Regions from separate parts of the Ovis aries genome. Here region 1 is linked to region 2. Evidence: chromatin contacts called from public Hi-C data. All regions are on one chromosome and are shown on one strand. Each heading gives the region's core, a stretch centred on a gene start, on an enhancer-like site or on the middle of the called end of the contact. The rest is flanking DNA. Distances are from core to core; before and after follow the strand shown.

Region 1 (4,552 bases), core at 1,211-3,710, 34 kb before region 2:
TTGTGGGTGGGGCCAGCTGCAGCACTGACCAATGGCTGAGCAGGGCCACTAACGGCCACTCACTGTGAGTTGGTCACTTGGGGGAAGGGCCCACTGCAGCACTGACCAATGGCTGAGCAAGACCACTAATGGTACCTGTTTGCCTGGTAACAGAGCGGGTGGTGCAGAGCAACTACCTTGAAGCCCTTAGCTGTGCTCTATTACAGTTCTGTTACCTAGTATATTCCTTTGTATTTGGGGGTTTTAATGATGTCTCAGGGGCTTCCCTGGTGGCTCAAATGGGTAAGAAGAGACCTGTACAGGAGATCTGGGCCTGATCCCTGGGTCAGGAAGATCCTCTGGAGAAACGAAAGACTACCCACTCCTGTCTTCTTGTCTGCAAGAATACCATGGAGGGAAGAGCCTGGTGGGCTAGAGTCCACAGGGCCGCAAAGAGTAGGGCATGAATGATGTCTCATAGAATGGATTTCTTCAACAGTAAGAATTTTTTTTTTAATCTCCCCTTAGCTGCTCATAATGGGAAATTCACATGGTCCTCCTCAGCAGTAAACACTAGAGATGTTTACCAGCACCAGCCTCGTTTCGATCATTGAGGAAACTGAGACACAGAAAAGTTTAGAGGCTTTTCCCAGGTCAAGTGGCTGGTCAGTGACCCAGTCAATATTTGTACCTATTCAAAATTCCAGCTCTTGGGAATTCCCTGGCAGTCCAGTGGTAAGGACTCCACGTTTCCACTGGATGGGGGAGCTGGGTTCTATCCCTGGTCAGGGGATCTTGCAAGCTTCAGAGTGAGGCCAAAACCAATAAAAAGTAAAGTCACTAGCATGTAATAATTAAAAAAAAAAAAAAAAAAAGCTTTTAACAACCATGAATTGTGCCTCTGTTACAAGGGCTTCCTTCCTTGAAATTTTTTTAACTAAATAAAAGCATAATAAATGACTTCAAGGAGCTTTTATGGATTAGTATTAATATGACAATATTATAACCTAAAAAGCAGTCTTGCTAATAGCATCATCCTCCCCACCCATCCTAATATAATAGAATCTTCAGATCTGACCATTTCTCTGCCCTAAGGGGACATCTGTGTACACATCATACTCAAGTAGAGGCACCCTTGATTCACAGTTCCTATTCCTTTAAATAGACTGCCCCTCAATACCCATAACCTGCCCTAGACCCCAGATCTGTTCATTGTCACTCAGTTCAGGGACAGACAATGGCCTCAGTCAACATGCCTCCGCATCTTCAAGAACATCATTCAGAAACTGCACTTACTCCTAGAAATGTCTGCCCCAAGAAGCTTGTTATTAAATTGGTGACAATGAATATGCTCATGATCTTTCTAGAGCAGAGGTTCGTCGGGGGAAGAAACAGAAGTTTGAATGATTTTTTGTAGATTATTAGAGGTGAAGGTGAAGTCGCTCAGTCGTGTCCGACTCTTTGCAACCCCGTGGATTGTAACCTACTAGGCTTCTCCGTCCATGGGAGTCTCCAGGCAAGAATATTGGAGTGGATTGTCATTTCCTTCTCCAGGGGATCTTCCCGACCCAGGAATCGAACCCGGGTCTCCTGCATTGGAGGCAGACGCTTTACCCTCTGAACCACCAGGGAAGCCATTTATTAGAGGTAGAGATAGTCTAATCTTAGGTTATTCTAACCATTCTCCTCCATAATTGGACACTGTGCCTGTGCAAGGACCGTTCTCCTTCCTCCAACTCTGCGGGCATAGTGATATTCAGTTGCTGTTGATTAGGAAGTGTAGTTGATCCTTTTGTGAGCAGCATTGTTACATGCAACCAACAAACAACACACTTTTTGTTGACATATACTGGCTGCCAGGCACCTTGCTGGTCACGGTGGATACAAACAAATCAGGTGCAATCCTCGATTCCTCTATCAGAGAAAGAAACATGACGGCAGAATGGTGGGAAAGTTCAGGTTTGTACAAAACAGGGAGCAGATTCCAGGAAAGGTTTTACAACACAGGAGATGTTTGAGTTTGTTCTGAAAAAAATGGGTGTGAAACAGTCACTCCCATGAAAACTTATATACCAAAAAAAAAAAAAAAAAGGGGCGGATTATCATCTGATAAATTTCTTTCAAGAGCCACTTGCAAATCTCAGAAGATGCTGCAGAGGGTACAGAAGAAAAGAATCTGAATTTTATTTTTTTTAATTTAGCTATTTGTTTGGCTGCGCTGGTCTTAATTGCAGCATGTGGGATTTAGTTCCCTGACCAGGGACCAAACCCCGGCCTCCTGCAGTAGAAGCACAGAGTCTTAGCCACTGGACCACCAGGGAAGTCCTAAGAATCTGAATTTTAAATTTTCATTCCTTGTCTTGTCAAACCACTCTATGTTTTCGGACCACGGGAAAGACTGGAAGCAGCCTCCTTGAACGACTTGATTGGCATTCTCTGGGCTTTCAGCGTGAAGCTGTAGAACAGCACGCAAACGCCAGGGGGCAATGCGATTTCACCAAAGATCGCAGGAAATGCTCCAGATCCTGTTTTGGCTAAGACCCTTCACAGCATCCTGTTGCAAAGGTGAAATCCCTAATAAAGAGAGTTTCGCTAAGGAGAGAAAAAAAAAAAAAGTTGAAAAACATCCTTTCTTTGAAAGCTTCCTGAATTGCCATCAAAATTGCCTTTCAGCAATTGCGCACAGCTGAACGTTTTGCAATACTATTTGCAAAAGAATGACTTCAATTTTTTGCTCAATGCAGCTGCCTGATCTTCCCAATCCTCTGCCTAAGGAATGTAAGCAGCCCCCGGCTAGCCGGATTTCACCTCGCTGGGGCTCTAGCGTCCTCAGCCCAACACTGGCCCTCCTCCCCTCGCGCCCACGCGGGGCGTCCAGCTGCCTCCTCCGCGGAGCTGCGGCTCCCTTGAAGGTAATTCCAGTCCCGCCTGTGTTTTGTTTCCGGCTCAGCAGCCGCCAGGTGTCTGCCCTCCCTTAACCCCCAAGGATGAGAGATCAAAGGTGTTTCTGCATCTGCCTCCTGCCCAGCTCTTTAATCTGTTACATGTTCAAAAGGGACAAGTACAGTATTGTGCGCGCAGGGATGGGGATACAAATCAGAACCGTGGACATGGGCGACGTCCCAGAGTTTGTGGACCCGCTCAGATGATGAGGAATATGTCTGTCTACATAGTAGCCCTGCCATTTAGGAAGTGTTTTCTTTTAAATTATATTATGAATAGTATGTGTACGTGGAAATCTGATTCAGTTTTCAGTTCTGTCGCTCAGTCGTGTCCTACTCTTTGAGACGCCATGGACTGCAGCACGCCAGGCTCCCTGTCCATCACCAACTCCCAGAACGCACTCAAACTCATGTCCATTGAGTCGGTGATGCCATCCAGCCATCTCATCCTCTGTCGTCCCCTTCTCTGGCTTTCAGCCTTTCCCAGCATCAGGGTCTTTTCTGATGTCAGTTCTTCACATCAGGTGACCAAAGTACTGAAGTTTCAACTTCAGCATCAGTCCTTCCAATGAATATTCAGGGCTGATTTCCTTTTGGATTGACTGGTTGGATCTCCTTGCAATCCAAGGGACTCAAGAATCTTCTCCAACAACACAGTTCAAAAGCATCAATTCTTCAGCGCTTAGCTTTCTTTATAGTCCAACTCTCACATCCATACATGACTACTGGAAAAACCATAGCCTTGACTAGACAGACCTTTGTTGGCAAAGTAATGTCTCTGCTTTTTAATATGCTGTCTAGGTTGGTCATATTTATTCCAAGGAGCAAGTGTCTTTTAATTTCATGGCTGCAATCACCATCTGCAGTGATTTTGGAGCCCCCCAAAATAAAGTCTGTCACTGTTTCCATTGTTTCACCACCTATTTGCCATGAAGTGATGGGACCAGATGCCATGATCTTCGTTTTCTGAATGTTGAGCTTTAAGCCAACTTTTTCACTCTCCTCTTTCACGTTCATCAAGAGGCTTTTTAATTCCTCTTCACTTTCTGCCCTAAGTGTAGTGTCATCTGCATATCTGAGGTTATTGATATTTCCTCTGGCAATCTTGATTCCAGCCTGTGCTTCTTCCAGCCCAGCATTTCTCATGATGTACTCTGCATATAAGTTAAATAAGCAGGGTAACAGTATACAGCTTTGACATACTCCTTTCCAGATTTGGAACCAGTCTGTTGTTCCATGTCCAGTTCTAACTGTTGCTTCTTGACCTGAATACAGATTTCTCAGGAGACAGGTCAGGTGGTCTGACCCATCTCTTTAAGAATTTTCCAGTTTGTTGTGATCCACACAGTCAAAGGCTTTGGCATAGTCAGTAAAACAGAAGTAGATGTTTTTCTGGAATTCTCTAGCTTTTTTGATGATCCAACGGATGTTGGCAGTTTATCGGAGCCCTACTAAACTCTCGTTAAAAAAATATATATAGTGGGTATGCAGCATAGGGAACTCTGCTCAATGTTATGTGGCAGCCTGGATAGGAGGGGAGTTTGGGAGAGAATGATGCATGTATATGTATGGCTGAGTCCGTTTGCTGTCCACCTGAAACTGACAGCATTGTTAATTGACTATCTTTTGGA
Region 2 (3,974 bases), core at 422-2,921:
GACACCCCAGCTGGTACATGAAGGGGAAAGAGAGCAGCAAGTTCCTGCAGGGAAATTCCATCTGCAGAGGCCAGGGAGCTCGATGGCTCGAACATCCAAAGGTAAAAGCTGTCAAGAGGATGTGGAGTTCTGAGACCTTAAAGATGAGAAACTAAGTAATTCGGAATCTCCAAAGCCCTGGACGCTGGTCTTTATCCCGAGGGCAGAACTGTCAGCTGGATACATTCAGAATCTCCCGCAGCTGCTCGGAGTGTGTACAGTAGTTTGGAGGCGAGGACCAGACAGACTCAGTGAGACTGTTTAGAAAAAAATATTTCTCAAGCTCTTTGGACAAACAAGATACATTTTACATGCTAACCCAGGAGGTACCCAGACCTGGGGACACACATCAAAACAAGCGCCACAAAACTGCCTTTGTTTGATACACTCTTAAGTTTTCTAATCCACTCCGTTTTTTCTTTTCTTTTTTTAATGGTGAAACTGCAGGACCCACCTCAATTGACTCATGACCCATTAATAAGTCACACCTGGTAGTCTGAGGCACCTCGAGGCAGGAATTTTGGCTGTCATCCTCCAGAGAGGAGATAACAGGATCCAGGAAAGCAGAAAGGAGGATTGTAGGAGGTGGGAAGATTCCAGAAGGATTTAAGAGAGAAGAGGGTTAGGACCCAAAGGAATTAAGAGGTTGTGGCTTGAACTTGGTATGAAAATGTGTCTGGCTAAGAGGGGGTATGTTAACTTGAAGAATCTACCTGGAGGGTAAAGATACTAGGTGTTTGAAAAAAAAAAAAAAAAAGCCCATTTTGTTTGGTCAATACAAGTGTAGCCCTTCATTTGAGGTCTACCTAAAGAAAATCATTTGCGTTCTATCTGAAGAAAAACCATCTAAAGATTAAATTATGTAACTCCAGAAAATGGTCACGTTTTACTAAAAGAGGGAGCAAAATGGTGGCACTGAAAAGGAATAAATCATTCCTCGGGGCGGGGGTGGGGGGGGGGCTCTGCAGTGAGCCTCAAAATCCTACTTAGAAAGAACAGGCAAGCTCACATCCCCAGGAAATATCCCAGATCAAAGTCTCACCTGGTTCTTTGCTGTGGCTGACACCAGCTTTTCTAAGACTGAGAACAGGGTAAGTATAGCCTCTGACTTTTCATGTAGCAGACCGTTGGCAGGAGCTAACTGCTTTACAAAGTTGGCACCACTTTTAGAACCCCCGATCGCTAATTCAGGAAGGGAGCAGGCGTTGCTTATGCACTTCTTGTAAAAACTGAAAATCCATTAACTTTATTCTTCACGCACGCTCTCCGACAGCATCAGGTCAAAGGGGCTTTTTTTCCTTCCCCTTTTCAGAGCTTTCCAGAGTCCCAATCTGGCTCCTTCTAAATCTTTTCTTTTACAAAACAATAGGGAGGGGTGGTAGCCTGTGGCTAGTTGAAGATTTTGAACAATAGGTGTTTCTGAGCCGGGTTTATTGAAATGGTCCTGTCGGTGTCCTGGGGGGCACTGTAAATGAGATGTCGACAGGAGCTCTTTTGTGTGGACAGCATTCGGCCTGAAAGAGAGGAATTTCCTTTCTGTGCTAGTATTTAAAGTAGATTTGTTGCTGCTTTCCCTGGAACTTTTTATCCGACTGCCGGAGCTAACAGTGCTGGATGAGTCACTCGGTGTGGCTGAGACTTCCTCCCGTCCCTGGCAGGGCTCTGTCTCTCAGGCATTTACATTTAGAAAGGACGGCTCCTAAGAAGATTGCTCGGATTTTCATCAGCTTGAGCCTCTTTTTCAGGTCGTCACGGGGACCTGAGCCGGCAGCCATCCTGACCCCCCAGGAGCCGGCAGCCACACCGGGCTGTTTTTCTCAACTCCCTGGAAGACTTTTGGCTGTTTTGTTCCTTCCTTTTTTTAAAATCCAGGGAGGGTGAGACAACCATCTCCTCCGATTTAGGCCTTTCCCTCCCCCTTTTTTGTAAATGACAGGCAATTTCAGTTTACTGTAATTACTTTGGGCTGAGGTTGGACTAACCCCACCCTTAGAAGATAAGGTAACCGTTTTATTACCTCACAGCCAGGTGCCTGGGGGTGACAAGGCTGCCTTTTATCTGGAGACGTGACAAGGTTATCAGCAACTGAAAGGGGCTGAACCTTTGAGCGGTGGCCATTAAGATGCTTTCCCTTCACTGGGATCAATTTCCTAACTCATTATTGGTAGTTAATTTTGATCCAAAGACCAGCGCTGGTGGTTTCCTCCAGTTTCCGCATTCCTGCACTTCAGCCACTTACGGATGAATGGTGTAAATTGCAACTGCCAGCCAATCCCATAACAGGAGCTTGACATTCTAACCACGGCCCCAAACGAACAACCCACAGAATAGTTTAGAATTCTCATTTGGTAGCTTTGCAGTGGGCATAGTTGCTTTTTTCAAAGAGTTGATTAATAAAACCCTTCCCCTATGATAGTAGAAATCCAAAAGAATCAAAATGAATCACTTTTACTAGCCAAGGTTACACCAGGAGACAGTTCAGGGCTTCTTTTATTTACTTTTTTAAGATTAAAAAAAAAAAACCCTTTTTACTCGTATTGAAGGATGGCCGATTAACACTGCTGGGATAGTTTCAGGTGAAGAGTTGAAGGGACTGCTATACATGTGCCTGTACCCTTGTTTTAGATTTTTTTAAAAATTAGTGCTTTATGTACTTCTGTTTTCAGTTCACTGACACACATTGGTTTACTCTTAAATCAAGCTTGTTTTACATGGATTCTCTGGGTTATCTCTTGGGTTGGAAATGTGGGATAAAAGCTTCTGTTTTGAAGACGATTTTCCGACTGTGTCCTGGGTAGAGCTTTAGTGAACGAGGAATGCTCTTGCAGATAAACTTTTAGACAAGTGTCCTGAGCTGTGCTGTGCTGTGCTTAGTCGTTCAGTTGTGGCGACTCCTGAGTTGTATCAGGTGAGCGCTGCACCCAGCCTGGACTTAGCGCAGAACCACTGTCCTGTCAGGACACATTAGGGTGGGCCGAGAAGAATGTTACTTCTATCTCTTTTCCCCTGAAGTCAGATCACAGCTGAGGGTAGGGGGTGAGAATGGGGAAGAGAATGATGGAAGGGATGACTCAAAACACATACAGAAGACACACAGTCTTGCAGATACGAAGTGTTTATCTCCAAGGACACATCAGACTACTGCTGCTGCTGCTAAGTCGCTTCAGTCGTGTCCAACTCTGTGGGACCCCACAGACAGCAGCCCGCCAGGCTCCCCCGTCCCTGGGATTCTCCAGGCCAAAACACTGGAGTGGGTTGCCATTTCCTCCAATGCATGAAAGTGAAAATATGAAGATAACATTCCGCACTGTAGAAAGATGCCAGTTAAAAGCCGCTATTAGTCCCCCTTCCCAGGTGGCGCTAATGGTAAAGAACCCTCCTGCCAATGCAGGAGACGAGGGTTCGATTCCTGGGTCGGGAAGATCCCCTGGAGAAGGGAATGGCAACCCACTCCAGTATTCTCGCCTGGAGAATCTCGTGGACAGAGAAGCCCCGCGGGTACAGTCCATGGGGTCATAAAGAATGGGACATGACTGAAGCGACTTAGCATCTATTACCATTATTTTTAAAAAAAAGATGTTTCTAAGGACAGCATGTGAAAACACACAGTGACAAACCAACAAACATCCAGAACTCCACACGGTGAAGGAAAGAGAGAGATTGTTAGACGTATTATTGAATTTGATCTTCGATTCCTCTTTTCCTTTAAGATATAGAAACCTTGCCCGCCCACCAGGGCAAGCCCACCACCGCCCAGTCACTACCCATCTACCACTCTCCTCCTGGGCCGGACTGGGACAGAGTTCTATCCAGGGCCAGACAAGCCTGGGAGAAGGAGGCTCTGATGCCCGAGGCACCTGAAGTCGTGGCCACCATCCTTCAGTGACTCTGCAACCCCATGGGCTATAGCCCGCCAGGCTTCTCTGTTAATGGAA

Evidence for each region. Hi-C and Micro-C count contacts between places; a contact is called where the count stands out from the background.
Region 1: a contact with region 2 is called in a Hi-C map of liver, with 2.5 times the contacts expected there. The contact joins two enhancer-like sites. A contact is called at or near these places in 10 of 16 Hi-C or Micro-C datasets (blood, hypothalamus, liver and 4 more).

What each region holds. Positions count from the first base shown.
Region 1 is chr23:38,160,564-38,165,115 of ARS-UI_Ramb_v3.0, reverse strand. All of the region lies in intron 7 of DLGAP1 (DLG associated protein 1), which reads left to right. Among named protein-coding and RNA genes, the nearest start is that of TGIF1, 150 kb to the right of the region's middle. Within about 2 kb of position 2,460, at least 12 of the 54 cell types and tissues checked have an H3K27ac peak or open chromatin away from gene starts, as enhancers often do.
Region 2 is chr23:38,126,643-38,130,616 of ARS-UI_Ramb_v3.0, reverse strand. All of the region lies in intron 7 of DLGAP1 (DLG associated protein 1), which reads left to right. The region is part of intron 1 of LOC105604469 (a long non-coding RNA gene); the gene reads right to left. Among named protein-coding and RNA genes, the nearest start is that of TGIF1, 120 kb to the right of the region's middle. Within about 2 kb of position 1,671, at least 26 of the 54 cell types and tissues checked have an H3K27ac peak or open chromatin away from gene starts, as enhancers often do.